Regions from separate parts of the Mus musculus genome. Here all the other regions are linked to region 2. The links are chromatin contacts, called in public HiChIP or PLAC-seq and promoter capture Hi-C maps. All regions are on one chromosome and are shown on one strand. The core of a region is the stretch at or near the end of the contact, and the rest is flanking DNA. Distances in the headings are between cores, read along the strand shown. Region 1 has its middle 31 kb from the start of Fam214a. Region 2 holds the start of Arpp19 (cAMP-regulated phosphoprotein 19). Region 3 overlaps Myo5a (myosin VA).

What was found. Promoter capture Hi-C pulls out the DNA fragments that hold promoters and counts their contacts. HiChIP or PLAC-seq counts read pairs in DNA pulled down with a chosen protein or histone mark.
Region 1: a contact with region 2 is called in a promoter capture Hi-C map of liver, with 2.4 times the contacts expected there. The contact joins the enhancer-like site here to the promoter of Arpp19 in region 2. A contact is called at or near these places in 10 of 39 promoter capture datasets (the 3T3-L1 cell line, the C10 cell line, the HPC-7 cell line and 4 more), 1 of 15 datasets of contacts at CTCF or cohesin (large pre-B cells), 16 of 484 Hi-C or Micro-C datasets (B cells, bone marrow-derived macrophages, cerebellar granule neurons and 9 more), 8 of 115 datasets of contacts at active chromatin or transcription factors (the SCID.adh cell line, bone marrow-derived macrophages, embryonic limb bud and 3 more) and 4 of 9 other capture datasets (embryonic stem cells, liver, macrophages and 1 more).
Region 3: an H3K4me3 HiChIP or PLAC-seq map of bone marrow-derived macrophages shows a contact between it and region 2, with 3 times the contacts expected there. The contact joins the enhancer-like site here to the promoter of Arpp19 in region 2. A contact is called at or near these places in 3 of 39 promoter capture datasets (the C10 cell line, macrophages and neutrophils), 1 of 15 datasets of contacts at CTCF or cohesin (the NIH/3T3 cell line), 4 of 484 Hi-C or Micro-C datasets (B cells, bone marrow-derived macrophages, nephron progenitors and 1 more), 3 of 115 datasets of contacts at active chromatin or transcription factors (bone marrow-derived macrophages and embryonic stem cells) and 2 of 9 other capture datasets (adipose tissue and macrophages).

The regions. Positions count from the first base shown.
Region 1 is chr9:74,920,275-74,922,974 of GRCm38.p6, forward strand. No RefSeq gene overlaps it. Among named protein-coding and RNA genes, the nearest start is that of Fam214a, 31 kb to the right of the region's middle. Within about 2 kb of position 1,322, at least 23 of the 459 cell types and tissues checked have an H3K27ac peak or open chromatin away from gene starts, as enhancers often do. A contact at or near this core is called in hepatocytes, liver and trophoblast stem cells, where this site is marked.
Region 2 is chr9:75,036,436-75,039,190 of GRCm38.p6, forward strand. It overlaps Arpp19 (cAMP-regulated phosphoprotein 19), which reads left to right and starts at 1,297. Exons shown (of 3, transcript NM_021548.4): 1 at 1,297-1,526. The coding sequence starts at 1,482. Gm51714 (a long non-coding RNA gene) reads right to left here. Exons shown (of 2, transcript XR_003948357.1): 1 at 2,132-2,755; 2 at 809-2,032.
Region 3 is chr9:75,159,437-75,162,331 of GRCm38.p6, forward strand. Myo5a (myosin VA) reads left to right here. Exons shown (of 41, transcript NM_010864.2): 15 at 982-1,143; 16 at 1,996-2,093. Among named protein-coding and RNA genes, the nearest start is that of Myo5c, 71 kb to the right of the region's middle. Within about 2 kb of position 1,360, at least 60 of the 459 cell types and tissues checked have an H3K27ac peak or open chromatin away from gene starts, as enhancers often do. A contact at or near this core is called in B cells, adipose tissue, bone marrow-derived macrophages and 1 more, where this site is marked.

The DNA of each region.
Region 1 (2,700 bases), core at 72-2,571, 120 kb before region 2:
AAACCCTTAATTACACATTGGCTGCAATTCTAGAAGCCAAGAGAACACAAACAAAATAAAAACCCAAGCAGAGTTTTCCTGCCCCGAAGAAACCTATGATCTTACTAGAGAGCCAAATTAGCAATGGAAAAGAACTTGAAAGCACTGTAGGAAGTGTGTGTGTGTGTGTGTGCGCGCGTGTGTGTGTGCGCGCGCACACGCATGCACATGTGTGCTTGCTATTTGTCAGATTCGCTGAGTAACACAGTCTTGTCTAGAACTCCTGATCCTCCCGACCCAGTCTCCTGAGTAGCTAGGATTGCAGACACGTACCACCACACCTGGCTTCTGCAAAACCACATTAAATCAGAAACTGCCAGGTGTGTCCAAACTTCTGCCATTGCGAAACGATGTTGTCATCTACAAAGAACTGCCTAGTTAAGTTGCGAAAACAAAACAAACCTCTCAGTGATTTTAGTAAGTCTGTGATGTGTTAGGCCACGTGCATAGCCATCCACAAGCTAGAGACCTAAATGGAAGGGAGGCTGGCTGTCTTCTGAAACAGATTTATTTGTTCTTGACCTCAGTTTCCATGTATATTTTCCATATGTATTGTTATATATTTTTATTATTGTTTGTTTTTAAGCAGTAATAATATTGATCCCTTATCTTTGGAACAATGCTGTAACATTCAAAGATAATAGCATGTTGTTGCCGTTCTTAGTAATATTCCAACATTAAGACCTGGTTCATTATTTGGAGTGTTATTATAATATTGCCTGCTCAGGCAGACCTAGTGGCACAGGGTGTAAACCCAGGTACTTGGGAGGATGAGGTAGGAGGATAACAAGTTCAAAGACTGAGGTACACAGTGGGTTCTAGATCAGCCTGAGCAATCAAGTGGAGTCCTGTCTCAAAGAGGGGAAGGAAGACGGGGTGTAGCTCATTGAGAGAACCCTTGTCTCCAATGCTCCAGAGCCTAGGCTCAGTCCTTAGTACTACACAAATAAATCAATTATTATGACATATAGATGATAGATAATAGATTGATAGATTAATAGATAGATAGAAAATAGATAGATAAAAAGATAATAGAATATCAGAGTTCAGAGATCAGGAGTTGGGTGGTCCTGGTACTTAGGAAATGTCTCCAGAGAGGAATGTGCTGGAATCTTAAGCTAGCTTTGAAGGATGTGAACTATTCTGAGGGGCAAAAGGAGCCTTGCTAGGGAGGTGGAGGAGAATGGAAAAAGCAGAGGTGAGAGAGGAATGAGGGCTCTGTGGCAAGTGTGGGGAGGCAGTCTAGCCAAGGGGAGGGACTGCCTGAGGGGAGGAAGGGAGCATGTGCTTTGATGGGCTGGCCAAGTGCTTACCTCAGCAGAAAGGCCGTGTGCCCAGGTGTTGACAGTAAGAGAGAGGTTAACTTTCCCTTTGTTTAAAGACTAAAGGTTTGCTTAGAAAAAGTGAAGTAACCTCAACAGTTAGACCTCCAGAATGTAGGTAATCTTGGTGGTGCATGCCTCTAATCCTAACACTCAAGAGGTGGAAGCAAGAAGATCAGGAGTTCAAGGCCAGCCTCAGCTACATAGCAAGTTCAAAGCTAGCCTGAAACATACAAGAACTTGTCTTTAAAAAAAAAAAGTCCCATGTTTTAAAAGGTTTTGTTTTCTGACCCTCTCAAGCAACATCTCACTATTCCAGCAAGTAGGGATCTTTCTTCTCTCCAGGCTGTTTTATATCAGCCCAGGGCTTTGCAGATAAACATCCCAAACTCCTGGCTAATCCAAAGCTACACAGCACCGTTCATCATAGACACTTTCCCTTAGTTCCTTTAAGTTATCTGTGACCTCATTCCACACAATCAGTGGTCATCTCTATGTCTTCATGCTTGACCTCTGCCGAGCCTGTGGCTGGCCCTTACTCAGCCCTGATTCACAGAAGGCTTTATTGTCTGTGCAGGGGCTGAGAACAGAACTATCTCCCATTCCCAGACAAACAGACAAACAGCTTCAGAACTCTGCCTGTCACGTAAACCAGTGAGATCGTTCCCATAAGCATTCTGTTCTTCTAAAATACAAATGTGTCTTTGGTGGCTTAGGAGACCTTGAAGTCACATGTCATTGTTCATTATTTTAATTAATTAATGCTTTAATTAATTAAATTTTCTCCTCCATCTACCCATGAGCTACATGTAAAGGGATGAAGGGCTGCCTGAATCTCACTCGTTCAAATGAAAGGAAACAGGAGACGGGTGAGACATGCAGGAAGCTACAGCCAAAAGGGGGACATTAGAAATTAATCTAATGTTCACACTTGTGCTAAAACTCCGGCACATTTAGGTACCCCATAAACTCCAGGCTTTTCTCTCTGACTTACAGCCCCAAGGGATAAGCATTTTCCCTGTCTTCCGTCCACTTAAAAGGGGGTGGTGGTGGAAAGATGGCTTGGTCACTAAAATGCTTGCTGCATAAATATGAGGAGGACTTGAATTTGATCCCTAGAGTCCACTTTTAAGAAACAATGATGACGACAACAACAACAGCAGCAGCAACAGCAGCAGAAACAACCCAAGCCAGCTGTGGAGTGTATGCTTGTAACCCCCAGCATGGAGGAAGTGGAGACAAAACCACCCCTATGGCCTGATGGTCTGATTAGTGAGCTCTGGGTCCATGAGAGACTCTGTCTCAAAAGCCCAGTCGAACAGTTCCTCAAGAATGATAC
Region 2 (2,755 bases), core at 47-2,546:
TATTGTTGTTGTCTTGTTTTAGTTTACTTTTGACACGGGGCCTCACATAGCCCAGGCTAGCCTCAAACTCAAGCTGAGGATAACTTTGAACTTCTTGATCCTTCTGCCTCTACCTCCCCAGTCCTAGGACTTCAAGCATTGCACCACTATACTTGTTTAATCTGCTGCTTGGAGTCAAACGCAGGGACAGTCATTCCAGGCAACCCATCCATCTGCTACTGAGCCAACTTCCAAGCTCTCTCTCTCTCTCTCTCTCTCTCTCTCTGTGTGTGTGTGTGTGAGAGAGAGAGAGAGAGAGAGAGAGAGAGAGAGAGAGAGAGAGAGAGAGAGAGATTGAATGCAGGGACTTGCCCGTGCTAAGCAAACTCTCTACCACTGTGCCAGGGCCTCACTAAATCCCCCAGGGTGGCCTTTGATTTACTCTATAACCTAAGCATACATAAACTTGCCACACTTCCGCTTCAGCCTCCCAGACAGCTGGGATTACAGTCCTATGCCAGAGGGCTCAGCTTTGATTTTGATGTCTTCCACATTCCATATCCAATGACTCTGAGGTTTTGATTGTTCTCCTGTCTTCCAGAACTGCTTGCATTGCCTTCTGATTCTTACTAGTTAACTATATAAGTCTGCCTTAGCCCCAGATTTCTAAGGGACATTTCCTTGGAACCAAATGTGCCAGCAGCTATAAGATGCTTAGTAGAATGACGAATAAATATGAAGCTACGGACTTGACAGTTAAGAAAATCATTGCTTTGAAAATCAATGTTTTGAGCTGACTGCCGTGGGAGAGCAAGGAATGGAAGCTGAATTGATTTATCAGTGATTTATTGCATGGGAAATATCAAGGTCTGGGAGTAAAATATTGACTTCTTCCCTGCTGTGGCTAACATGAAGAGGAATGGTGACATTACTAAAGTAATCACAATTCCTGTGTAATGGTGCTGTGCTTGTTGTAGAACTCTCCGGAGCAGTGGTAGCTTGAAGAGGTTGATCTAAGAAGAAAAGGTGGCGCTGAGGCAAGGTTAGAGAACAGAGGAAGTAAAGATGGATGGGGTTAAACTGAAGCAGAGGTACTGCCAAGCAAGCAGAGGACTAAATAGGAGGTCAGGGTTGTCTGGAAAGGCGGGGGAAGTGGAGGGGAGGGGGAACACAGCGCCACAGACCAACTACAATTCCCAGGAAGCACTGTGCGCCCATGGACGGAAGTGAGGTGAGGCGCGAGCCGCAACCTTTGAGGGAAAGAGGAAGTGCTCGGGCGTCGCAGGGCCGGAGGCGCGGGGATAGGTAGGTAAGGGCGCGGCGCGGGAGCCTGGCGGGCCTGGGCTGCGGGAGCTACGGCGGGCGGGAGCCCGGGGCCCGTGTCGTCACAAGGCGGCGGTAGCCGCCGGCCCGGCGGGCAGCGGGGCAGGCAGAAGGTGGCGGGCGGTCTTGCCTCCCGGTAATCTGTCTTCTCCCGGCGTCTCTTCTGCAGAAGGAGCACCATGTCCGCGGAAGTCCCCGAGGCAGCGTCTGCGGAGGAGCAAAAGGTGAGTGTGCCGGAGGACCCGGGGAACCCTCGAGACCCGCGGGATCCGCGGGACCTGGTGTGGCGGGAACCTTGGCTGGCGGGCCCGCGGGAGCGAGGGCGGCCTGGAGCCCTCCGCCGACGGCTCCTCCCGCAACCGGGGAGGGCCCTGGCGAGTGGAAAGGAACCGATCCGCTCCCGAGCCTCGGTGTAGCACCCAAGTGTACCAGGCAGCTAGGACTCCGGCCCATGTTAGGGACCCAGGTTCTGTAGTGGGCTTTGATTTGCTCAGGACGTTGTCCCTCCGGAAGCGCTCGGGCCACTTGTGAGCTTGCAGGGAACTCTTTAAGGTGGTGTCTCCATTCAGGCAGCGATGCAGGGCTCGGTTATTAGGGTTGTGAGTTGTGTGGCCTCGTGATCTCTTTCCTGAACCCTTTGGGCTTCAGTCTTCTTATCGGTAAAGTCCCGGTAATAGTACCTACGTCCCGCGACGGCTGTGAGGCCCAAACGAAAAACCCAGCACAACTTCTGCTCAAAAAAAAAAAAAAAAAAAAAAGCTAGCTGATGGGCTTTGCATGTGGCACTTGACTAAAAATCGAGAATTGGAGCTTTAGGAAATTTCACTACCTTAGATATTTCTCGAATCATGGGGATATATTTGTCAGCTCATTTGTATGTCTCTGTTGAAGGGAAATGTGCTAGCAGCACACCTACGAGTTTGAGGCCTGTATGCTTATGTAGTGCCTGCCCATTCCGTCGTAATTATTATGATGCTTTGACTTCCAGGGTACATGGAGTCAGTTAGCTAACAAAGGAGAAAAGTCATGAGTTCCCAACAATTTTTCTTTAAAAACAAACAAAAAATCCCAAATTGGGCCTTTAATCCCAGTACTCAGGCAGAAGCTAGAGGAATTTTGTGAGTCCCAGGCCAGCTGGAAGTACATAATGAAATCCTGTCTCAAAATTTATTAATTGATTGATAATTAATACCAAACTGCTTTACTGTATATGGAATTTGGTCTAATGTTTAAACGTAATCCTTATACTAATGTTGCACTGTAGATTAGTGGGTTTTGCTCATTCCATATATTCTAATCATGTCAACTTACCCTTTATTATTTCTTCCATTGTCATAGTTCTCTTCTGATAGTAATTGTAAGTTAACTGGCGAAAAGAAGGAAAACAAGGATAATAAAAACAGTAGGCAGTTATAATGTTGTGTCATATTATACTTTGCAAAACGAAGGATTT
Region 3 (2,895 bases), core at 110-2,609, 120 kb after region 2:
TTACAAGTGTGCACAAATGACTAATTTTTATATGGAATATAACAGTGTTAGAAAGATGAATCCATATAGCAAAACGTTGCTGTAGACTAGTTTAGGTCTCTTTTGTTTCAGGAATGTTCATCCCACTATATTGACTAGTATCCATTCACTTAGTGAAGATTAATGCCTTTAATCTCACTGCTTGTGAGAGAGAGGCAGGCAGATCTCTGAGTTTGAGATCATCCTGATCTACAGATCTATGTTCCTATGGTAACATAAGAAGACCACATCTTAAAAAACATGATTATGGTAATTGCACTAATGTTCTAAATTTCAAAATCAAATATAAATACATATAATATAATCACAGAGTTTTCTCCTATTCTATACAATCTAAATTATTTTCTTAGAATTATTAATTCATCATTAACTTTTACCTTCTAACATTGAAAGCTTATTCATAACGCCTTCCTGCTGAGACTCTCGGGTGTTTCTGAGTTGCTTACTACTGCAGATACCTGGAGACCTGGACTGGTCCTTTGCTTCTGCTGCATAAAACCAATTGTAGAACTGAGGTGATAAACTCAGTCTTTCAATTAATATTTTCTCATAAAATAATTATGGTTCAAAATCAGTTATATGCTTTATTCACATTCTTTTGGATTAGATAGATTTTCAAGTCAGTATATATACTCGTTTTAAGTTTGTTCCACCCCAAATATTTTTTCACCATACAGGAATAATTGCTTACTAGAAGCATCTATAATGTGTCTTCTACAAAGGCTTACCTTCCAGTTGGTGTTTAGAGTATAACGTTTTTTGTTGTTTTGGTTTGGTTTTGGGGTGAGCGTCTCCATTGGAAGTCTTGAAGTCACTCTATTGCTAAGTCTGGCTTGGAATTCATGATCCTCCTATCTCTATCTCCTCAACGAAGGGAGTATAGCTATGTTGCCTCAACTCCTGGGTCTAGAGTATAACTTTCTTGTACTGTTTGTGACTCAGTTTAAGATGCTACCAGAGCTATTTCAAGATGATGAGAAGGCCATCAGTCCCACCTCTGCCACCTCCTCAGGGCGCACTCCTCTCACTCGAGTTCCTGTAAAGCCCACCAAGGGCCGACCTGGCCAGACTGCCAAAGAGCACAAGAAGACAGTGGGACATCAGGTGAGCTCAGGGGCTGCCACTGCCAGACTTCTTCTCCTCAGCTTCCACAAAGCCTCAGGCCTTCCCTCTTCAGCCTAGAGGACAGGATCTTCACGTGAAGACAGGCCAGAGTTTCTGCTGTACAAACACTTAGACTTTACCCACCCCAGACTCAACCATACACCAACCCGTCCCAAAATAAATTTCACCGTGTCTCAGTTCCTCTAATACATATCGCGTCTTTGTTTTGTTCTTGTTTCATTTCTATATTTATACAGAGCATCTGTCAGCTTCCTCAGTACAAGAAAATACCCTCTCCTTCCTTAGATGTATTTTTCCCTGTGGGGAATGGGAAACATTCCACACAAGCTTGGTGCCTGAACATGGGTGTGGCTTTGGAAGGGAGCCGTACACTAGTCAGCAAAGTGCATTATTCCTTGAGGCCTTGTGCCAGATAGGAACAGGGCCTGATGTGGATCCACAGCCTCCTGTCTTGACCCATGTCCATAATGGTGGTCCCTTCAGCCTGTTCTCTGCTCATTGTTTATATAATACTAAGAAATCTACAGCTTTTTTTAGTATTGTGTAGTAAGGGTTCATACCTTAATAATTAAATGGCCCTAGCAACAAAATTGTAAGTCACATATAATGGAACTTGCAACAAGAAGCAACAGAGAAAGGAGTACATACATACTCAGCAGGATAAACGTGTGGGTTTAGGCAAATGTAAATGACACCCCTAGAATTCTTGTTTATGAACCACTCCCCTGTGAAGATAACTTTAAATTTATGTCATCTTCAATATGTTAAAGGAGAATTTTAAATTGTCTTTGATCTCTAACAAAACTAATTTTTTTAACCCTTTTCATGCAGTTTCGAAACTCCCTTCACCTGCTTATGGAAACCCTTAATGCCACTACTCCTCACTATGTACGCTGTATTAAGCCTAATGATTTCAAGTTTCCATTCACGTAAGTCAAAGTGAAATAAGGAGAAAGACTTTTGGGGAAGATCTTCATGTCTTGTAGAGGGAATCTATTTCCAAAAATTTCTAGTTTTTTGACAACAAGAAAACAAATTAGCAGTTGGCTTTCTAAGGATTTGAAAATTTGAGGCCAATGGCATGTCTTTGGTTCTGGTTTTCTGTTTTGACTCCATCTCTGTTGGAGATCTTTCTGGCCTTTTGTTAATTTGGACATCAGTTAAAAGCAGAGCTTCTTGGACTAAAGGCTTCTCTGGCCAAGGCTTACCTGATTCTTTTTATCTGTTGAAGCCAGAGAATGTTTACCAAAATCTCATTCTACTTCAGATACTAAGTCAGAGGTGAAAATGGATCCCTGGAGATGATTTCAAAATATAAATATTTCTCTAAGTTTAAGAGTACTCCATATATGCTGTTGGGATGGTCTTCAGGAGCTAATGCTAGGATTTAAGCAGTGTGAATTGGCATAGGTACCAGACTATTAGCATTTACTCTGTGTGTGTGTGTGTGTGTGTGTGTGTGTGTGTGTGTGTGTGTGTGTGTGTGTGTGAAAGTGAAAGAGAGAGACAGACAGACAGACAGTAACAAGGTAATGTCACAAGCTATAATTGCTACTTCATTTCTGCTCTTAACATCATTGACTGTGGACAGATCCTAGATTAGTATTTAAAGACCTACATTATTTATTGAATGGCTGCAGAGTATCTTATGGTATATATAGTCCACAATCTATTTAAATCATTCACTATGGATAAATTATTTAGGTTGTTACAGCAGTTAAAATATGCTTC